Linked DNA regions of Mus musculus: region 1 is linked to region 2. A link is a contact called in public HiChIP or PLAC-seq data. All regions are on one chromosome and are shown on one strand. Each heading gives the region's core, a stretch centred on a gene start, on an enhancer-like site or on the middle of the called end of the contact. The rest is flanking DNA. Distances are from core to core; before and after follow the strand shown.

The links. HiChIP or PLAC-seq counts read pairs in DNA pulled down with a chosen protein or histone mark.
Region 1: an H3K27ac HiChIP or PLAC-seq map of oligodendrocyte precursor cells shows a contact between it and region 2, with 6 times the contacts expected there. The contact joins two enhancer-like sites. A contact is called at or near these places in 8 of 484 Hi-C or Micro-C datasets (CD4 T cells, LSK cells, bone marrow-derived macrophages and 5 more) and 3 of 115 datasets of contacts at active chromatin or transcription factors (double positive thymocytes, embryonic stem cells and oligodendrocyte precursor cells).

What each region holds. Positions count from the first base shown.
Region 1 is chr10:59,845,474-59,852,298 of GRCm38.p6, reverse strand. The region is part of intron 10 of Micu1 (mitochondrial calcium uptake 1); the gene reads right to left. Among named protein-coding and RNA genes, the nearest start is that of Dnajb12, 31 kb to the left of the region's middle. Within about 2 kb of position 3,663, at least 40 of the 459 cell types and tissues checked have an H3K27ac peak or open chromatin away from gene starts, as enhancers often do. A contact at or near this core is called in oligodendrocyte precursor cells, where this site is marked.
Region 2 is chr10:59,467,280-59,473,821 of GRCm38.p6, reverse strand. Mcu (mitochondrial calcium uniporter) reads left to right here. Exons shown (of 8, transcript NM_001033259.4): 3 at 6,026-6,196. Among named protein-coding and RNA genes, the nearest start is that of Oit3, 29 kb to the right of the region's middle. Within about 2 kb of position 4,676, at least 16 of the 459 cell types and tissues checked have an H3K27ac peak or open chromatin away from gene starts, as enhancers often do. A contact at or near this core is called in oligodendrocyte precursor cells, where this site is marked.

The sequences.
Region 1 (6,825 bases), core at 2,414-4,913, 380 kb before region 2:
AAGGAAAAGGGAAAGAACAAAACCCTTCAAATGTGCTGGTGCCCCTCTCACCAATTTGCGTCTTATAGAGCTGGTGAAAGGCATATCTTCTGGACCTTCCCATTGTGGACAATTATGCTTTACACAATATATCCACTCTAGCATTGCAATTTCCCTAAGTCTTAAAATCCCTTCATCAACACTAAGCCACGGAATATCAGGCATCTCCAAGTCATTTCCAGTAGGCCATCTTTTGATAAACACCTCAGCCAACCATTCAAACAAACTTTTGACACCTTTTTTAACTATGCGAGCTTCCGTATTAAACCTAGAATCTCTACTCAGAGGACCCATGTCAATAAACTCAGCCTGCTCTAGTTTTATGTTCCTTCCACCCTTATCCCACACCCTTAAAATCCATTCCCACACATATTCACCAGGTTTCTGCTTGAATGAATTAGCAAACTCATTAAGCTCCTTAGTAGTGTAGCGAATTTCCTCATGGACTATACTTTCTACCTCCCCTCTAGGAGCCTGTTTTGCTTTGAGTCTGGTTACAGGTCTAGAAGAAACTATTGGTGGGCCGTGAGCAGACTCTGCAAAATTAATTTCCTCATGTGGGGAAGGCATTATTTCAAGAGGTGGGGCTGAGGGTACTACTTCCTCAGGTGGGGCAAACCCTTGAGAATCTGAGGATTCAAAATTCTCAGCTTCAACATGGTCTTCCCACACATCCCCGTCCCATGTTGTAGGATCCCATTCTTTGCCAATTAGAGCCCTTACTTTAACTGTCGACACACTCTGAGGCTGAGACTTGAATTTTCTCTGTAGTTCAGCCAACCTTACAATGAGAGTTTCTGTTTGATTTTCTGCAACTTGAGCTCTATTGCTACAAGAGAGAAGATTCTCCTCAAGGACACACTTAGCAACTTTTAGATCGTTTACTTGTGTCTGGAGCCTTTCGATTTTATCACACAACTCCTTCCTTTCATTCATCATTTTTTCCACAGATACTAAGAGCAGCCAGCCAGTAAAATCATTTTTCGATTTTTTCCCCATCTTGTAGAAAGCTTTGTGCACTGAATCACCTAATTCATTAAGAAAATCAAGGGCATTAGCTTCTTTAAGTTCGGAATATAGTTTCAACCATGGGTCTTCAAAATTCTCTGAGCTCCCAGGAGGGAGAGAATCTGGAGAGGTTTCAATATTTGAAAGTGCTGGTGGATCAACAAGCCAATTCCAGTATTTTAAAAGATTCATCCTTGTACTTCTGTTACTCTAGAACCACTCCTGGTACCAACTTCTGTATTAGTCAGGGTTCTCTAGAGTCACAGAACTTATGGATAATCTCTAAATAGTAAAGGAATTTATTGATGACTTACAGTCGGCAGCCGAATTCCCAACAATTGTTCAGTCGCAGCTGTGAATGGAAGTCCAAGGATCTAGCAGTTACTCAGTCTCACGCAGCAAGCAGGCAAAGGAGCAAGAGCAAGAGCAAGAGCTAGACTCCCTTCTTCCAATGTCCTTATATTGTCTCCAGCAAAAGGTGTAGCCCAGATTAAAGGTGTGTTCCACCACACCTTTAATCCCAGATGAAAGGCATAGCCCAGATTAAAGGTGTGTTCCTTAACTCGGAGATTCAATCTTCTGGAATCCATAGCCACTATGGCTCAAGATCTTCAAACCAAGATCCAGATAAGGATCTCCAAGCCTCCAGATAAGGGTCACTGGTGAGCCTTCCAATTCCGAATTGTAGTTCATTCCAAATATTGTCAAGTTGACAACCAGGAATAGCCACTACAACAGGGTTTCATTGTAAAGCCCCAGCTGGCCTGAGCTCACAGAGACCCTTCTGCCTCTGCCTCCTGAGTGCTGGAATTGAGGGTCCCAGGAAAGAGACAGCTTAGGTTCTCAAGGATCACAGGTGACCTTTCTACTCATCTTCCCAGGGACCTACATCCACTTAAGGTTGGGATGGGGGAGATTCGGCAAAATCCTGCCACTCAAAATCTGCTGCCCTTTGTTCTGACAAGTCTGGGCAGCGTCTGAACTGTTCCAGGTGCATCTGGTGTGGTCCATGACTGGTCACCTCAACAGTGGAAAGACTCATGCTAAGTTTCTGTGATAAAATAATACGTCAGAAATTAGGTTACATAAAATTTACCATGCACTCAGGCCACTCAGAATGATAAAATTCACAGGTCCACATAAAACCACAGGCTCTTAGAGCCAGAAGACACAGAGACAATGAGAGACCCAGGGACTTAAGTGACTTGCCAGGGTCACAAAGCTAGTGGCTGCAGAGCCTACATATTCCACTGTTCTTTCCCTATACACATTTGGCCTCTCACCTGGATGGTACCAGTTCCTTTCCACCTCTGTCATCCTAAAGGGACAGAGTCCAGATAAAAGAAAAGCCAAGTTAGGGCACCCTCAGTGCCTTGTGTCAGGGAGGGGTGACAGCCAGGACTGGGGGTTGGCGGTACCCAATAGACCACGGATCTGACTGTGTTCTGCAGTGAGGGTCACACGTTGTGCCCTTGGAACACACGTTGACAACTGAAGTGACAACTAAAAATGTGTAGGAGGACAACAACCTCATGAAAAGCACAAGTCACAGAGGTGGCCCAGGGTGAGGGGCGGGCGCTGTTCTCCATGCGACCCAGTTAGAGCTGCTTGTCTCTTCCCCCTGTGAAGGTGTGTGGAAAGGTGACCCTGCGGGTTACGGTGATGTCCTGAGCTGGTCTGTCATGTGATTAGTCAGTCATGCCCTACTGGACTGCAGGGGAGAAAATTAAAAAGCTGGCTTGTGCTTGCCAAGGTGAGGTGGGGGGAGGGGACGATACTTCAGCCCTGGGAAGGCTTGCTTCTACACAGGAGGGGGTGGGGGGAGGGGGGAGTGAGGGGAAGATGGGGGTCCTTTCTTGAATGTGTCTTTTTTCTGTTTTGTAACTTCTAAGCCACCCTGGCAGCTGGAACACACACACACACACACACACAGACACACACACACACATTCTGACACAGTTTTGGGGTGACTGGTGGGGAAAGAACTAAGATTCAGGAGAACTAAGAGCAACACAGCCAGCGCCTTCACAGTAAGAGGACAACGCCTGCTCTGTGTGGTACTGGCTCTGCATGGTACAGGCTGCTGACAACCTCTGTGTGATCAGGCGGCCTGCCTGTCCGAGGTGACACAGTCGGCCCCACCCGCTAGCTGACACTAAGTGCTACCTACCAAAACCAAGCGCAGCTCAGATGAGCCACAGTGGGCTCTTTGCTTAAACTGGCTCGGGCTGACTTAGTTGTAAGGTTTATTGCATTGTACAGTGCTGTGCTTAGCTTTACTGAAAATCCTATCACATCGTGTCTAAAAATGGAAGGAGTTTATTTTATTTTATTTTATTTTTTAAAGATGTGTTGTTGGGCGATCTCAGACTGCTGGGCTCCTGTGACCATAGGCATGTCCTACCCTGCCTGGCTAGGCAGTTAATGTTTTCAGGTGAAAGGCTACGGGACAGACATACCAGAGACAGTTCCAGAGTAGAAGGGGCCAGCCCGGACACTGCTAAGGAGAAGAAATACCTGGTGTGCTGAGCCACACAAGCGCTCTGTGTCTGGGAGGAGACTGCTTCCGGTTTGTGTGGTTTGTGAGAGCGTGGGACGTGGGGTGGTGAGGGGCAGGGATGGGGAGGTCAGTGATGTCAGTATGGACAGCAGGAGAGTGCAGAGGCCTCACTCAGATCTGGAACTATGGTGCAGAGGGACAGGCATACCAGGAGGGATTTCATCAGAGGCCAGTCACACACTGAGACCAGACCAGGGTCTTGCCAGGGTAACCTCAAATTCAGCTTCCTGGATCCGCCTGCCTCAGACTTCTTTTCTTTTCTTTTTTTCCTTCTTTGAGACTTTTTTCTGCATAGCTCTAGCTGTCCTGGAACTCACTCTGTAGTCCAGGCTGTCCTGAACTCCCAGAGATCCACTGGCTGCTACCTCCCCTAGTGCTGAGATTAAAGGCCTACACTGTCTGGCTTGCCTCAGCCTTCGGGACCCTGGTGTTAGAGTTGTGAGCCACTAAGCCTGGTTAGGAAATTATTTCTGGTTAGGTAATGCCTTCTTCACTTATTTCAAAATTCTGACGGTGTAGGAGCGGAGTCTTGCTCTCAGCTGTGGGCAGTGGTGCCTTTACCGCTGAGAGGCCACCAGCAGTATCTCTCTCAGACACATGCACATAAAAGACTCTCTTCTTCTTCTTCTTCTTTCCCTCTTTCCCTGAAAAGGCTCATTCAGCACCTCGGCTGAAAAATATTTCCATCCCAGAGCACAAACAGCATCCCGGAGCAGCTGCAGAGTGAGCCTCCCAGGACAGGACGGCTGTAGCATCCTGGAGATGGCCGTATCCTGTGTTTTGCTCCTGCTCTCTTCTACCCTCTATCTGCAGGGGGGCTCCTTCTGTATAACACTGTACTCTTGATGGACTGTGATGCTTGCTCCAGTGAAGGCTAACACCGATGGCTATAGACACGTTATAATTCAGTGTGTCGAAATTACCTGGAAGACTCTCGCTTATTTTCATAGGCTGCTCACGGTAGTAAACCTTGGTCTCCAGGAAGCAGATAGGGTGTGTGTGTGTGTGCACATGCCTTCAGAGGCCAAAGGCATCAGATAGCTTTGGAGCTGGAGTTTCAGGCAGTAGTGAGCCTCTTAATTTTGGGTTCTGGGAATCAAACCCAGGTCCCCTGCAAGATTTTTACAATCTCTTTATTGCTGAGCCATGTCTCCAGTACCTAAAAGATTTTTTAAAAAGCATGTATTTAGTGTGTGTGTATGTGTGTGTGTGTGTGTGTGTGTGTGTGTGTGTGTACAGAGGCTGAAGGACAACTTGTAGGAATTGCTTCTCTCTTTTCTACTGTGTGGGTGGTGGGGATCGAACTCATGTCATCGGGCTTAACAGCAAGTGCCCTCATCTGCTGCGCCATCATGTTGACCCATACTTCTTGTCACCTTTCTTTTCTGGTCTGTTCCTCAGTGGACTATAATGTCGGCTGACTTGAGTGCTGGCAGCTTACGCTCCTCCCAGTCTCCAACCAGTAGTCACGATTCTCTAAGGCATCTCTCCTCCTCAGGGTGCCTATGAGTTTTACAAACCCATCATATATGCACAGTGATGTGGTCAAGGCAGGGTCAATCTTTAGAATGCTGAGTGACTTTAAATTTGAGAAAATAAATCAGGTCTTTGCATGGAAAATCCCTCATGAAGCAAACATTTATTTTGGATTTTGAGCTTCCTTGCCTACACTGTGAGTAATTTTACTTTAAAAATTAATGACTTTGTCTTAAGACAGTGGGATCCTGGTCAGCATTTCCTTCATAGAACAAGGTTTTTACAACATACAGGGATGAGCAGGGGGCAGGGGACTGCCTGCCTGCTTTTCACGAGCTGCCAGAGTTTATCAACTGAAGCTCCTTTAAGTTCTAATCCCCTCCCACTACATGTCTGTAACACTCCTACCTCCACGGTCCGCCTAGGCTGTCTGCAGGAGCCTTGCTTTGAATTTTCTTCTCTTTCTGTTGTCACTTAAAAGTGTTGAACATCTTTTAAAACAACTAAAAATCTTGCATTATTATAGGTGTGTGGGTGTTTTCTCTGCATATGTGCCTATTGTGTACATGCCTGGGCCTAAGGAGGCCAGAAGAGGGCGTCAGATTCCCTGGAACTAGAGCTACAGATGCTTGTGAGCGCCCACACCAGTGCCGGGAGAGAGGAGCAGTTTCTCCAGCCTGGCATCTCTTTCCCTTCTTCTTTCCCTTCCTTCTCACTTTCCTTTTTATGGTTTTCCGAGACAGGACTTCTCTGCATAGTTCTGGCTGTCCTGGAACTCACTCTGTAGATCAGGCTGGCCTCAGAGATCCGTCTGCCTCAGCCTCCTGAGTGCTGGGATTAAAGGCGTGCACCACCACCGCCCAGCCTGGAGTCTCTTTTCTAATATCCCAGCTCACTCTGATCACCATCATTACTGACAACACAGGTGTGAAGCTCTGACCCTCAGTTTCTGCCCTGGTTTGTACCACACTAGCTGTGATCTGGGCAAGTCATTTTCCTCCATAGTGAATGACTTTACTGTTAGGAACAATAAAGTAGGAGTTTAATCAAAACGATTTCTAAACTCCCTTCCACTCCTAAAACTTTATGACAGCCAAGTTGTTTCCTTTTCCTTTTTAATGATCTAATAGCGTCAGTCAGTTACAATGTCCATATCTCAAGGAGCCTACAAAGAAGAAACGAGGGGCTGGGGAGCTGGCTCAGCAGTTAGGAGTGTGTACTGCTCCCCAGAGGACCCAGGTTCAGTACCAAGGGACCGGATGCCGTCTTTTGACTTCTGTGGGCTTACACACACACACACACACACACACACACACACGCACGCACGCACGCACGCACACACACACACACACACACACACACGCACTCTCTCTCTCTCTCACCTACCTCCCTTTCCTTATATGTGCCCCATACCCATATCTTTTAAAGTCTAAAAAAAGGATAAAACTAGCTGGGCAGTGGTGACGCACATCTTTAATCCTAGCACTTGGGAGGCAGAGGCAGGTGGATTTCTGAGGTCGAGGCCAGCCTTGTCTACAGAGTGAGTTCCAGGACAGCCAGGGCTATATCTGGAATTACTGGTTGGTGTGGCACACAGACTGCTGAGTTACCCCAGCATCTCCATCTTGTTTAATGGAGGCAGGCCTCTGAATATGACATAACACACCTGCTGTTAGGTTAGTTTACATGGCAATGGTGATAGGCAGGTCACTCTCCTGACCTCTTTCTACAGGAATCTACTG
Region 2 (6,542 bases), core at 3,427-5,926:
TAGCTTCGTCTACATAGTGAGTTCCAGGTGAGCCAGGTCTATGTAGCAAGACCTCATCTCAAAAAAAAAAAAAAAAAAAAAAAAAAAAGAGAAAAGAAAAAAGACAGACAGACTAGAGAAGTATATTAAAGCCATTAAAGCTAAAGGGGAAATGTTTTTACCAAATGAAGTAATTACGTCATGGGATGCTGCTAAAAGAAGCAGACTCGGTGCTGAAATCTCCACTGATTTCCACAGCCCAGACATCATATGTGATCTAAGAGAAATGACTGCTGAGCCAGGCAAGGTAGTTCATGTCCGTGATGCTAACCCTGAGGAAGTGAATTAGTCAAACAGTGAAAACTAGGTTGCATTTGATCCAACTGCAACCTTCAGGGGCGTTGTCTGATCTTGCAAGAGTTTAATTTTCTTAGCTATAAAAAAGTAAAAAATAAAAAAATAAAATAAAAAGAGGTTGTTGAAGAAGAACTCATGATTCTTTGGCCTCCTGACGTTAAAACCATGTCATTGCATCTCACTTTTGTGATGCATTCGTGTTATCAAAAGCGGGCAGTGTGTGCAGAGAACATAAGGGACAGAAATCATCTGTCACACGAAGTTAGTTCCAGGGAACTCTGCGAATCCCACCCTACAGGCCCCATTAACTGAACTGTGAGAAACTGTATTCATCTGCAGTTACCGGTAGGTGGCTTCCCGGTTGGTTTTTCCAGTCAAGATAAGCCATCCTGACCCGACACTTGCTCAGTATGAACTGATCCTCTCCCCGCCTTGAGAGTTCTGGGATTAGGTACCACCATTCCAGGCTGAGGGGGTGTGAGGGAGAACGAGGGGGAGGGTGTTTTACAGCGTTTGGCTTAAACATTTGACCAAATAATAATGTGTGTATTCCTTCCTTCCTTCCTTCTCCCTCCCTCCTACCCGCCTCCACCCTACCCCTCCACCCCAACCCACAGGGGTTGCTCTGTTCCTGGCCTCCTCGCAGCCTCAGTGTCTGGAGCACCTGGAGCTCTCCTTAGCTTACAGGATTCTAGAGTTATGCTTAAAGCGCTTGTCACACTATGACTGGCTCTAAGTGTTTACGGTGGCAACCCCATGACTTCTAAGCCTCTTTGAGGCAACAGTCTTGGTGAACATGCTTGTTTATTCTTATTTCATTAATATGGAAGTCAAAGCAAAAGCTACTTTGTGGAACTTACACTTGATCGGAGTATCTCTGAGGTAGTGGGTGCTGTGGCCCTTCTTGTAAATCCCACTTTGCATCCAGATCATAACTCCCCATCCTCCTCTCCTCCCAGTCTCACCTTACAACCACTCCCCCACGCCCCCACCCCATTACCTGTCTTCTCCTCAGAGAAAGGGAAGCCCTGCCTCAGAACCACCCCACCTTGGGATGTCCAGTTGAAGTTGGACTAAGCGCATCCTCTCCCACTGAGGCCCAACCAGGCAGTCCAGCTAGGGGAAGGGGACCCAGTGGCAGGCGACAGAGTCAGAGATCGCCCTCACTCCAGTGTAAGGGGATCCACACGAAGCCCCAGCAGCACATGTGCTACAAATGTGTAGAGGGCCTGAGTCCAGCCCCTGTATGCTCTCTGGTTGGTGGTTCAGCCTCTGTGAGCCTCCACAGGCCTTTTCTTGACCTGTTGTTAAAGTTGACAACCTTTGGTGATTGTCCTTGTAGGCTGTTAACCAAGAACTCTAGCATTTGCATTGTAATCCAGTGTGTGGGAGGGAGGAAGACACGGGATTCTTTTAAAAGGCAGTGTTATAATGAAGCTGTGTGTATTCCATGCAGAGTTGTTGCTCACAGCTTTTCTATTTCTTTCCTTCCAAAGGCTTCATATTTAAAGGAAGACGTTAAGCCAGATGCAGAGATCTTCATTCCCCCTGTTGACTCTGTCTCAGTTATTCTAAAGACAGCAACCTCTGGGCGTTTATCTGTGAAACTGATGATTTAATGAAATGCTCCAAGCCTTAGCTCAAAGAATGCTATCTTTTATTTAAATTCCCTTCTGCCTCCTTTAGAGATCTGTGGTTAGCTTGTCTTTTGCATAACAGAAAGAAGATAATTGCAATAAAGATGCCAAGTGAATACGTTAATCACTTAATTTACCATCATTGCTATCTGTAGAAGAAACCTACATGTTTACATACCAGAGGCTGAGAATGCTAGGTTAAGGATTCTTTCTGAAAAGGAAAATGAACACCTTTTCAAATGTGTTTAGATGTTGCAAATGCGTGCTGGTGTTGGTATTGGGTGTTTTGTTTGTTTGGCCTGTTCCTGGGACAGCAGACTCTACCCTGTCATGGGTTGGTCTGATGCTGCTTGTATCCTAATGCTAAATACTGGTTCCTTGAGACTAGTGCCCTGGAGCGGATGTATCCAATGACCCTGCCCCCCAAGTTCGCCCCAATTGGTGAATAAAGATGCCCACAGCCTGTAGCTGGGAGAATTGAGACAGGTGGGATCTGGAGTTCCTAGGCTTAAGGTCTGGGTTCCCAGGCTTTGGGTTTGGGGAGGAAGAGAGAGGGGAAGATGGGGACAGGAGAAGGATGCCTTGGGGTAAGAGTCATAAGATCACAGCTGTGACACCTGGCCAGTTGAAGTTAAGAGCAGCCCAGATGGAACACGCAAGTCATATTGTGTGGTTAATGATAGGGAAATAGACATAATAGCATAGAGGATAGGTATCTGCCCAGCTCTAGTGCTGATTAAGTCTTCCTGTAAACGTAAAGGTTGTGTGTCTTTTATCCGGGAACTGAATGGTCAAAGGCAGCATAGACACCCCGGTTGAGGTTAAATATTCCCTATGACACTACTCTTTGAGTGAGGGTGTGAGGGTTTTTGGGGGTTTGTTTGTTTGTTTGTTTGTTTTGTTTTGTTTTACTTTCTATGTCAAATCTCAAGTCATGTATCTGTGTCTGTGAACTATGAACTCTAATGGTGATGTCTGCCCTGCTGCGAACACACAATGCGTCTCTGGCAACAATTTTCAGAAATCTGGACATCAAGCAGCATAGTCCTGCAATCCCAGCTAACGGGAAGCAAATGGCTGCAGGCAGCTTCCCAGACTCCTCCCAGCCTCCCAGCCTCTCAGCCTCTAGGCAGGAGACAGCTTCTAGACTCTAGCACAATGAGAAGAAACAGCCAGGTCCAGATTGGCCAGCTGAAGTGAAGAATGGACCAGGGAACTGAACAGGCCCTGCTGGCAAGGCTCCCGGGCTTGTGTGATAGTGTTCCCGAGCCAGGGCTGTGAACAGCCAGAGTTACCAGGTTGTCTGCTTAAATAAGGAACATACCAGGGTAGGCAGCCATCCTTGAGGTGGATGGCTCATCAGCTGCGATTGTGGGACAATGGTCCTAAGGAGGGGGCTGAGAGGAAATCGTGTTCCTGTGAGCCTGGCTAAAGTCTACTGCTCTTGTACAGAGACTAGAAAAACTTTCTCAGAAGTTATTTTTACCAGAAAACATAAAAATGAACAAATCTCAGGGTCCATATCATTTTATCCAGCCAGAATACTTACATATGTAGACACTCCAAAGAGATTTCCAGAAAAGTCACCTAGGAAGTAGCCCCACAATAAAGAATTCTCTACTTCTGTCATGAAAGAGTTGTACAGTGCTCAGCAATACAAAATTAAGGATATATAAGCAGTGACTAAAATTACCTAGCCGTGGAGTGTCAGGAGGCCATCCCCCAACTCAGCCTACAGAGACCCAGAAATGACAGAGATGATGAAGAAGTCAGCAAATGTGTTAACATGGAAACAGGGGTGAGACTGTAAGAAAAGACAAATTAATTTTCTGGAGGTTTTTTTTTAATATCTGAAATTTAAAAACCTACAGAGCTGGGCAGTGGTGGCACACTGGGGAGGTGGAGGCAGGCAGATCTCTGAGTTCAAGTCCAACCTGGTCTACAGAGTGAGTTCCAGGATAGCCAGGGCTACACAGAGAAGCCCTGTCTCAAAAAACCAAAAATTAATTAATTAAAATAAAAACCATACAGAAGGAATTAACGAGATAGATGATGTGGAAGGAAACATCTGTAACAAGGGAGTAAATAGTGCTGAAGCTGACCCAGGGAAGGACAGGAAATATAGGAAGAAGGCTCAGCAGGTGTGGAGCCAGCACCCTGTGATTGAACGGAAATATAGTTAGGGCTTTCAGGGAGGGGTAGAAGACAGAAAATTAAATAATGGTCAGATTTTCTCCAAATTTGGTGACTGCTATGAGTGCACAGATCTAAGACATGCATCCGTTTCCAAGTAGAATAATCACAAAGGAAAACAAGTGACATCACAACCAAACCATTGGAAGCCATGCTGACCAGAGGCCATGAAGAGCACGTGAGGAATACAGATGGGTCGCACATAGAAGAAAGATACGATAAGCCTAAACTCCTTATTCCATTAAGGCAAGATGATGAAGTTAATTCTTCCAAGAATGCCAAAATGGGGGAAAAATCTGTCAGATAGATTTTCTCTTACATACTAAAAATCTCTCTCAAAAAATCAAGGTGCAGTGACTTTCTCAGACATACAAAAATGGAGAGAACTCATTGGCAGTGCATTTGCGCCACAGTGACGTTTAAGATGGTTCTTCGGACAGAAGGGAGCACTGAATGAAGCACGAATGCTTTGTGAATGGTCACTATAGTATTGAGAGAATAATGTGCTCTCTGTTCAGTAGAGGCACAAAGATTTTCCAAATACCGATTTGCTGGTGGCTGAATCTGCCACAGATGGATGTTAACTATGCCACAAGAGCATTCCAGTCGTCGTAGAGGCTTCATTGATAATCACTAAAGACAAAAATAACCCGCAGTCTGTTAACGGACGTGAAGAGCAATCTCAGTGGCTCTGTGCATCAGAATAGGACCCGGGAGGATGAAGACACTGGGGGTGGACCTGTTACTTTGCATGTTAACCTAGAATTTTTAAAAATTCTGCTCAGTGATACAAACAAATGAACTACCGTCGCCGGCATATAGCATGGATGTGTCTCATAGCCATGCCAAGGGAAAGCCACCGTATGCAAAGAGTTGCCAGCCATAGAGCACCAGTAACAGTTTGTGATACCACAAAATCAGGTAGAGTAGCTCTAGAAAGCAGACCCAAAGTGCCTAGGAATTTGCAGGGGCGAGGCTGAGGGAGTCTGCAGGAAGCGTGGGGATGGTCTTGAGAATGTCTATTGAAAATAAGAATTGTTGGGGGTTTGTTTTTGAGACAGATGAGGAAGGAGGAATGGGTGTGGGTCACAGCTCTGGGAAGTCGCAACAGTTTCTCCTGATGATGGGTGTGATGCTACTGAGAACCACAGAGGAGCCTTTTGATTGATAAAGCGAGTGAGCTCGTTAGCAATCCGTGGTCAGGCAGTGCGCTGTGTAGAGAGATTTGTCTCCTTTCTTCCTAAGGACATTCTGAGAGTTAGGAGCCCACTCTCTATGTATGAGCAGCATCCCTTATTTCTCCTTCTCTTTCTTTGGCAGTGTTGATGCACAGAGCCTTAGTAAAATGAATCTCAGAAAACCTTTTCTAAGAATAATTTTCAGATACATTCTTAAAGCGATATTTTCAGCCCCAAACCTCACATTAGCAGCTAAACACTTACTTAAAGTTGGTGCCGGCATGAGAGGGAAAGGCTTTGGAGTAAAAACTGGGATTGGGTCTTGGCTCAGGATCTTTGGGAACTGTATAACTTCTTGGGCTTCACATCTTTTTTTTCCAGATAGGACCAGGACTTGACTCAGCCATACCAAGACCCCCTGTGTTGTAGTCCACAAAAGCCTCTCTCTGGCCTACTCAAAGACAGCCATATCTGAAAAAATTAGTCCACTGCTCTGATTGATCTTGAATGAGCCTGTTCCCAGATTAACTCTAAAAGTTCTTATTCCTAAACCTTCCTTAAAAACCTTTTAAGTCACACTAATGGTAGTGTGTGTTCCCACCATGGGCAGGAAAAATGATGACGAGACTTTAACTGATAATATAACCGAACCATCGTATGTTTGTGGGTCTTTTCGCTCAGACGTGACGGTGGTTTACCAAAATGGATTACCGGTGATATCTGTGAGGCTACCCTCTCGACGCGAGCGCTGCCAATTCACACTCAAGCCTATCTCTGACTCAGTCGGCGTGTTTTTACGACAACTGCAAGAGGAGGATCGGGGAATCGACCGGGTCGCCATCTACTCACCAGGTAAGGTCATGCTCACTTTCAATTCTCACCTCCTCCTCAGGCCCAACCCCAAGCAGCTCGGTACAAAGGAATATTGTCCTGTTAGTTAGAAGGCTTGTGAGTTTTGGTTTGCAAGCATGGAAGACAAAGCCTTTTCCCTCCCAGTGGTCCTCGGACTGTTCTTGTCAGCAGATGTGTGCCCACAGGGAGTCTCATTCCAAAGCAGCTCACATCGAATGTCACCACAAGGACAGACAGGCAATCACATTTCCCGTCCTTGAGGTCTCTTATCATTACCGTAGGTGTGGAATATGTTTCTCCAGCAATTGAGCAGTCAAATGTTTACCAAAATAGAGTCTGTGATTTG